3 separate regions of the Mus musculus genome follow, and all the other regions are linked to region 3. Evidence: chromatin contacts called from public Hi-C data. All regions are on one chromosome and are shown on one strand. The core of a region is the stretch at or near the end of the contact, and the rest is flanking DNA. Distances in the headings are between cores, read along the strand shown.

What was found. Hi-C and Micro-C count contacts between places; a contact is called where the count stands out from the background.
Region 1: a contact with region 3 is called in a Hi-C map of bone marrow-derived macrophages, with 15 read pairs. The contact joins two enhancer-like sites. A contact is called at or near these places in 1 of 484 Hi-C or Micro-C datasets (bone marrow-derived macrophages), 3 of 115 datasets of contacts at active chromatin or transcription factors (embryonic basal ganglia and embryonic stem cells) and 1 of 9 other capture datasets (embryonic stem cells).
Region 2: a Hi-C map of bone marrow-derived macrophages shows a contact between it and region 3, with 14 read pairs. The contact joins two enhancer-like sites. A contact is called at or near these places in 1 of 15 datasets of contacts at CTCF or cohesin (large pre-B cells), 6 of 484 Hi-C or Micro-C datasets (bone marrow-derived macrophages and liver), 2 of 115 datasets of contacts at active chromatin or transcription factors (liver and pancreatic cancer cells) and 1 of 9 other capture datasets (embryonic stem cells).

The regions. Positions count from the first base shown.
Region 1 is chr9:61,884,790-61,887,489 of GRCm38.p6, reverse strand. The region is part of intron 1 of Gm34974 (a long non-coding RNA gene); the gene reads left to right. Among named protein-coding and RNA genes, the nearest start is that of Gm34974, 13 kb to the left of the region's middle. Within about 2 kb of position 1,314, at least 8 of the 459 cell types and tissues checked have an H3K27ac peak or open chromatin away from gene starts, as enhancers often do. A contact at or near this core is called in bone marrow-derived macrophages, where this site is marked.
Region 2 is chr9:61,829,128-61,831,827 of GRCm38.p6, reverse strand. No RefSeq gene overlaps it. Among named protein-coding and RNA genes, the nearest start is that of Gm34828, 8.1 kb to the right of the region's middle. Within about 2 kb of position 1,382, at least 19 of the 459 cell types and tissues checked have an H3K27ac peak or open chromatin away from gene starts, as enhancers often do. A contact at or near this core is called in bone marrow-derived macrophages, where this site is marked.
Region 3 is chr9:61,308,955-61,311,654 of GRCm38.p6, reverse strand. No RefSeq gene overlaps it. Among named protein-coding and RNA genes, the nearest start is that of Gm51683, 4.4 kb to the left of the region's middle. Within about 2 kb of position 1,439, at least 31 of the 459 cell types and tissues checked have an H3K27ac peak or open chromatin away from gene starts, as enhancers often do. A contact at or near this core is called in bone marrow-derived macrophages, where this site is marked.

The DNA.
Region 1 (2,700 bases), core at 65-2,564, 580 kb before region 3:
CTTGAGGTTTTGTCAGGGTGGAAGGTGAGGTTACTGTTAGCTCTTTTCAGGACCCCAGGCTTTGTCAAATAAGCCAGAGGGGGGTCCTGGGAAGGTCCCGAGCAGAAGAGGACAGTGGTTGTCACAAATTGAGCTCTAGGCTAAGTTGGGATGCACAAGACTCTATCTCGAAACAACAAACAAACAAACAAGGCCACACAAAGCTCCCTCTAACACAGGGCCCAGTGAGATGGCTCAGTGGGTAAGGGCACTAAGCTGCCAAGCCTGTTGATCTGAGTTCTTTTCCAGGGTCCACACCATGGAAGAAAAGGCCCGACTCTCTCAAGTTGTCCTCTGACCTCTACATGTGTGTCATAGCATGCATGTGCTGTCTCCAAATAAATAAATAATGTAAGACAAAACAAAACCCAACAAAACTGCCCAATAACACGGAACAGAGCAAAAGGCAACAACAGCCTTGAAGTGTTTTTTTCATTTCTTATATTATGTCTTTTAATTTCTCGGAGTGTGTGTTATACGTGTATATGTGCTCGTGAGTATGTGGGGTTTTGATGTGTGTATGTGTATATGCATTTGTGTGTATGAGTTTATGGATGCGTGTATGTATATATGTGCATATGAGTGTGTGTATGTGTTTATGGATGGGTGTATGTATAGATGTTCATGTGTGAGTGTGTGTGTATGTATGTATGTAAATATGTGCATGTGTGAGTGTGTATGTATGTATATATGTACATGTATGAACGTGTGTGTATTTATGGATGTGTGTATATATATGCATGTGTGAGTGTGTGTATGTATATATGTGCATGTGTGAGTGTGTGTGTATGTATGCATGTGTGTGTATGTATGTATATATGTATATGTGTGAACGTGTGTGTGTTTATGGATGTGTATATATGTGCATATGAATGTGTGTGTTTATGGATGTGTATGGGTATATATATATGCATGTGTGAGTGGGTGTGTTTATGGATGTTTGTATGTGTATACATGCATATGAGTGTGTGTTTATGGATGTGCATATGTGTATATTCGCATGCATATGTGGATGTGTTTGCATTTCTTGGCTGCCTGGAAGTGTTTCAGAAGGTCAGTCCTCTGACCTCTCATAACTTCTCTGGGTCCAGATGGAGGGCGTGGGCTGGGACACAGAGCAGAGGGGAACAATTGTAGTTTTTTTCTCTCCCTGTTCCTTCAAGGAAACTCACTTTAAATTTCCTCTGTGATTAGCTTGCTTACTACCAAACAGGCTGGTGGCCAGCTTCCCTCTGATCGCTCCTTCTGGTCCACCTCCCACATGTCCTGTCCACATCCCCTTTCATTTCTCCCGTTTTATATTTAGCCCGGATTGGTGAGAAAATGCTCAAGCCCGCAGCCACGCTAGTCATGTGTTCTGGGCCAGCTTTGGGTGTTGTGTCAAGATCCTTGTCTCTGGGGCTATGGTGCTCCTTAGAATAGGAGTGAGGGCCTGAGGAGGAACACACTAGGTATTCACTCACACCAAGGCCCGGCAGGGTCCTGACCCTACCACAGGGACCATGAAGCCCTGCTCCCTTTTCTGTTCTGCATGTCCACACGCACTATGCATAAAGTGGTCTCTGGCCCATGCCACAAATATTTACTGAGCCTTTGCTGTGGGTCAGGTCTGTAGCTGCGGATGGAGCTTCTGCTGGGAACAAAAGGGCGTGTAGTCCCTGCTCTCAGTGGCCTGTTCTCTCTCTCTCTCTCTCTCTCTCTCTCTCTCTCTCTCTCTCTCGTTGTCTCTCTCCCCACACATGTATGTATGGGAGTCTACCTGGTACTGGCCATCATTCTTTAGAAACCATCAACCTTGTTTTATAGGCCGAGTCTCTCACTGAGCCCTGAGGTTTACTAATTAGGCTAGGATGTTGGGCCAGATAGTCCCAGGGATCTACCTGTCTCTGCCTCCTCAGAGCTGGGATGGCACAAGCATGCCACCACACTCGCCTGGATGTTTTGACATGTGTTCTGTGGGTCCATCTCAAGTCCTCCTGCTAAAAGGCAAGCACTTTCCAGACCCCGCATCCTCTCCAGCCTAGAGGCGTCTTCACAGCAACATCTTAAAGTGAGGTTCAGTGGCTCTTCTCCCCACTTGACCAGCTTTCCAGATTTTTGCCTGTTGCTCGGCATTGTGCAACCTGGGATGTGACAGGAGCATGGCAGCCATTAACCACGGGTTTGGAATTGGGGGGGGGGGAGGCGTGGGCGGGCTAGGATGAAGGACTTGAGAGAGTACAAGGCCTCTGGCAGGGTGCATAGTCCCTGTAGTGAGAAAAAAATGGAGGCAGAAAAGGCCTTTGAGGTAATTGAGTTGGTGGCTTTCATGTTCATCATGCAGATACTGGGCTGAGGGCCAGCTCTGCTAGTGAGGGCGTGAACCCTGCCCTGCCCCAGCACGCAGGGTGTCATTCGCTCAAGTCCCTTCCTGTCTCATCTTTCTTTGTTCGCAGATCTCAATTATGCGTATCATCCCGGCAAAGGAGAGGGCTTCGAGCACAAAGGTCATCATATCGCGCCTCGGTCCAGAGAGGACTTGATTGCTCCGTGGCTCTAGCCAAAAGCTCCCTGGGTCTCTGGGCTCAGCAAGGGTTGGGGTGCAGCAGAATTATCTACCTGGGTTCCAGGTGCCATCTGGGTCTCTGTGCTGCAATTATAGTCACGTGCTCAACCCTGGAG
Region 2 (2,700 bases), core at 133-2,632, 520 kb before region 3:
CCATGATCTGGCGCAGAGTTGATACTTTGGCACATGCTTGGTGGACACACAAAGCCCACGAGGAGTGCGATGGCTGATGGCATGTGTTGATTTGCATATGCTACGGTGACTGGTGGTTTAGTCAGACACCAGCCAAGGTATCACAAAATATTTTATGTCCGAGACTAACATTTAAATCAATCAAGCCCACTGCCTGTTTCTGTCTAGGTGATTAGAAATCCAGTGGATTCCAGGCCGATGTTGTGAAGTTGAACTAGAGACTGTGATCTAGAGCCGAGGAGCCCCTCTCTTTGGCTTCTCTGGGGGCATATTGGTTGATGAAGAGTTGTCTTGAGCTGCACTTTATTCCAGGGACATCCTACCCATGGCCCAGGCATTGCTAGACCAGGCCTATGGTTATTTTGAGTGGCAGCAGGCAGAATGACATCATCTACAGAGTTCGTGATTGAGAATCATGCACTCAAGTTACAAAAATTGCAACAGAAACCACTTCATAGTATTTTAAGTAAGTTTAAAGTTTTGTCTTGGGCCAAATTCCCATATATTCTGGCCTGTACTTGCTGTCAGGTGGGTTAGACACTCCCGGCTATGTCATCTCGTCCCAAAAGCTTTAGGCACTGGTCAGCTCTGCAGACAGTGGACAGGGGACAGTTCACAACAGTTTCCCCTTCTCCCTTTCGACCTCCTTCTTTCTCTTTATATGTATATTCATGAGCGCGCGCGCACGCACACACACACACACACACACACACACAGACAGAGAGAGAGAGAGAGAGAGAGAGAGAGAGAGAGAGAGAGGAGAGAGAGGCATGTGTCTTTGTATGTGGCTCTCCATACCTAGCCATACATCTCTAGCTATTTTACTTCTGTGTTCTTTGACTCTTGGGGATCCTAAGTAGGGCAGAATTAGGGAGGCTATTGTCCTTGTGAGTAGTGATGACCTTGAACTACAAGTTGGGGACACTGGAAGCAGCCTCTGCAGAGAGACAGTCCATGATGGAGAGGAGCCTGTCTTACTAGCAGCTCTTTTCTGATCAGGGTCTCCCTAGGCATCCCAGATTGGCTGGAACTTGGGATCCTCCTGCCTCAGCCTCTCTGGGTGTGGGATTACAGATGTGCACTACCATGCTGGCTCACTAGCAAGCCATTCCTCTAGGTGGTCTGTCAACAAGACACACCCTGCTGATCTACCCCTGGCAGCGGTATCATGCTTTTTTGGATCCCCTTGGAAAATGGATGGAGGGGCTGTTATAAACTGGGACAACCCAATGGGGGCAGGTGCCATTCCCCAGTCTCCCCTGCCAGCCTTGGTGCCATCCTCCAGCTATGGTGCAGGAGTGTCAAACAGTAGAGGGCACCAGAGGCCTGTCTCTGCTGTGACAGCCTGTTTTGGTGGCATCAGGCATGTGTGGGCGAAGGTGGTGCGGCTGCTGTAGGAGGTGGTACTCTGTCGTAAACAGGGAGAGCTCCGGATTGCTGCTGTGCCTTTTTAACTGTAGTTTCATATGGCTGTATGAGGCCAACTACATCCAGTGGGCTACAGAGAGCACCTGGGACCAGGACCTGGGGGTGTGACGCGCCTTGGCTTCTCAGGAGTGGGTCTTACATGATTAGGTGCTTTTTCTCTCGGTCAGCTCTGCATTTCACTGCTGTGCGTCAAACCTGGGAGGGCAAGCTAGGAGCCAGGACAAAGCACAGTGGGGCGCAGTGTACCAACAGCCAGGCTGCATGGCCCAAAGTGATGAGGCTGTCCCCAGACTTCTTCTCTCCAGTACCTTGAGTTTCACCATCACACTTCTGCCCACTGGCTGCCCTACTCCCACCTCTCTACTCTGCACAATGTTCTGGTTTCAGGAAGAAGGGAAGGATGGAGGTTGGGGAGGGCGGCGACTGACAGTAACAGTTTTCACGGACAGATGCGCCTGGGGGTGGGGTGATGCAGGGGTGGTGCCATGTGGGATGGAGAGCTTCATCCTTGCTCTGCTTTGAACTGGTGTTCCGTTCCAGCAGCTGCATGTATGCTCTGCTGAGCCTTTCCTTTCCAGAGCTTCGGTTTCCGTCTCTGTAAAAAGGGGCTCAGGTGATCTGGGGTTCTCATCTGGTCCTTGTACCTTGAGGTCCATGTGTTGAGGATCAGGCTCAGGGAGGCACTTTGGTCTTGGGGAAGGGATGGGAAGGAAACAGACTCTGAGAGTTGTTAGCTGGCTGTGCTGTTCTGCCAGGAGTTGTTCCAGCCTCTGCTCCTGTTTGATCTCCTTTGGTGTTGGCACGTGGTCATGATTGACACATCTCCAGATCACACAAGACCAAGGTCAGGTGAAATCTGTCACCTCTAGCCCTGCTTGGCTCTCTAGGAAGAGAGGTTGTTAGTGACACCAAATTTCCCACACTCCCTATCTGTCTTCTGTAGGTCACTGTCCTTTACTTCCCGGCTGTGACCCCTCCCACATGGGCAGATGATCTGTCCTCCAGAATGTCAGGCATGATCTGTGGGCAGTCACCTAGGGATGGATTGGGGCGGGACATGGAACTGTTCCTTGGCACTCAGCTGTGGGGTACTTCTTTTTGGAATGACTTTGTTGTCCCTCCTCTAGGATGGCCAACTCCTGAGGCTCCAACCTCTTCATAAGGCTACTCCTGGGTGGGACTGGCTAGAGATGCAAGTCTTCCTCAGTCCTTCAGTCTATTTACCTTGGCTCA
Region 3 (2,700 bases), core at 190-2,689:
TCCACCTGGACCCCAGAGGCAGAGTGCCCTTATGATAGTGTTGAGAGATAGTACATCCCTGCTCTCTGGTAGAGTACACTGCTCTCTCTCTCTCTCTCTCTCCCTCTCTCCCTCTCTCTCTCTCTCCCTCTCTCTCTCTGGGTGTGTGTGTGTGTGTGTGTGTGTGTGTGTGTGTGTGTGTGTGTGATGCAAAGACAGAGACACACCCAAGTCCATAGGCCTGCAGAGAGACCACTGTACTGTGTGGTGTATGTGCATGCTTATATGCGTGAGTGTGCTAGAAGCCAAGCTGGGAGCGGGCAGACCAGGGACAGAAGGAAGGGGAGAGACAGTAGAGAAAAGAAGAGGGACAGAGCATGTAGGGGTTTCATGGAGTCAGAGGCCTCCAGGGTCTGCATAGTCTAGCTGTCCCCTTCAATGAGATATCGAGTCAGAGCTAGTCCCCAGGCCAGGGGACAGAGGCATGCACAGTCTTAGGAGTCCAGGAGATAACAATATACAGGAGCCATGCAGGCCAGTCACAGACTTGGAACGGGACAGCTGGCCAGGCTTGCTCAAAGGTCTCAGCCCCCACACAGTTCCAGGTCACTCTTGCCATGAGGAACAAGAACATTCTTTTGCCAGATTTCTAATTTCCCTTCTCCTGAACTTCTGTAAAAAAAAATTTCCAAATTTTAAAGAAGCCTCAGTTGGGCCAAACAACACATCCTGTAGCCAGGTTCTGCCTGCTCAACACTGGGCTTGGTCTTTCCGCAGAAGAGGGGGGCAGTGGGGGGCATGTCTGCCAGGCTACTGCCACTTTCTGTCTGTGGGGTCCTGGGCCTCTGAGTTAATCTCTGAGCCTCTGTCTACTTATCTACACGATGTGGATAGGAATGGCTGTGGTGGCCTGAAGATAACACTCCCTCCTACAAGAGCCAGCAGTTGGCGTGCAGCAGAGCTCATCAGACGCTAGGCCCTTTGATCTGCAGCTCATCTCAGGCAATGGGTCTTAGAATCCCCCTTTCAGATATCTTCCTTCCTGGAATCCATCTCCCTGGGTTTAGGATAGAGATGTGAACAGCCTACCTAGCGTGGTGGTGCTGGTCTGTCATCCTGGATATCTGAGAGACTGAAGCAGTATCCTAGGCTACTCTCAAACCTTGAACTTCTCTGATCCGCCTGCTTCCAGCTCCCACTTGCTAGGAGTGGTGCAGATCACCACAACCAGTTTATGCAGTGCTGGGGATTGAACCCTGGGCTTTGCACATGCTGGGCAAGTACTCTGCCAAGAGAGCTAAGTCTGTAGACCTCAAAGTGAAGATTAACCCTGCCAGTGGGTTAATCTTCCTTCAAAGGTAGCTTGGACAAGAACAGCGAGTGGTTCCAGGAGTTAGTGGGCAAGAGCAAGAGAAAAGAGGAAAAGGTTATTCGTATCTTAGGCAGAGCCATGGGGAAGAGGACGGTTAAAGAAAACACGCAGTTTGCATATCTCAGAAGCAGAAGCCAAGGGCACTAGAGTCCCTGCTGCAAACTTTATAGATTGCACAACTGCCTTTTTAAAGACATAATCGTTCCAACTAAATGTGCCAGCATCTCCAGTCTCGCCAGCACTCCATGCTTCTGCTCTCAGATTGGTTTTGCTGGTATGATGGACAGGATGCCAACTTTTCCCCCAGTTAGTCAGGGGGAAGTCCCAAGGCAATTAAGAAAGAGTCCTCACTATGAACTAATGGGCATGCCTGCCAAGGAGGAGGAGGGACCTGATGTGTCTGGAAAGGGCATGGTGAGGCAGCGTGGATGGAAGCCCAGGGCAGCTGGGGCTCAGGCCAGGCCTGGCTGGCCGCTTCTCCTACCCATCTCAAGACTCTAAGGCTTGGGAGAGCCAGCATGAGTATGTGCCACCCATAGGCTTGACATTTGCTCCAGGTTCACCCAGATGAGGCTTCAGGGAGACAAGCTAGGCTTACCTTAGGCCCACCACCTATCAGTTCTAGAGAAGCACTCACAGTTGGGAGAAGGGGATATTGAGAGCTCCCTGCTGACGAGCTACAACCCAGCCAGTCCTGGATTTAAAGTGGTATACCGTCCACAAGATTCATTTGCTTGTTCGCGTGTTTTGCAGTGATGAACTCAGGGAACCCTAAAGGCTATGCAGGTGCTCCACCACTGGGAACTGTCTTTAGTCTCCTGTGTGTATGGAGGTCAGCGGTCAACATCACTCACCTCTCTCTCTCCCTCTCTCTCTGTCTGACACTCTCTTACTAAAACAGGAGCTCATTATTGGTTAGGGAAATCTTGCTCCATGCCTAGAGCAGGGAAACCGGAGGAGCCACCAGTGAGGTCTGCTGTGCTCTCAGTGCCATTGGTGGTTTCTGATCCACGTGCATGACTGATTGTGTGGGAGTGACAGCTCAGAAGGGATTCTCTAGACACTTGCATGTCACCAGGAGTTGTCTAGTAAATTAACACAAGCCACAGTGGACTTCAGTCTTGTCAAAGTGCCTTATCTGTCACCATGTGATTTCAGTTCAGGCCTTGGTGCAAATCTTACATGCTTTAAACAAACAAACAAACACCAGAGCTAGGGAGCCGGCTCGGCAGTTAATTGTATTTACTATTGTTCTATCAGGGGTCAGATTTCAGATCTCAGCACACACCATACGTGGCTCACAAATGTCTGTTACTCCAAGGGAACTCATGGCCCCTTCAGGCCTTCAC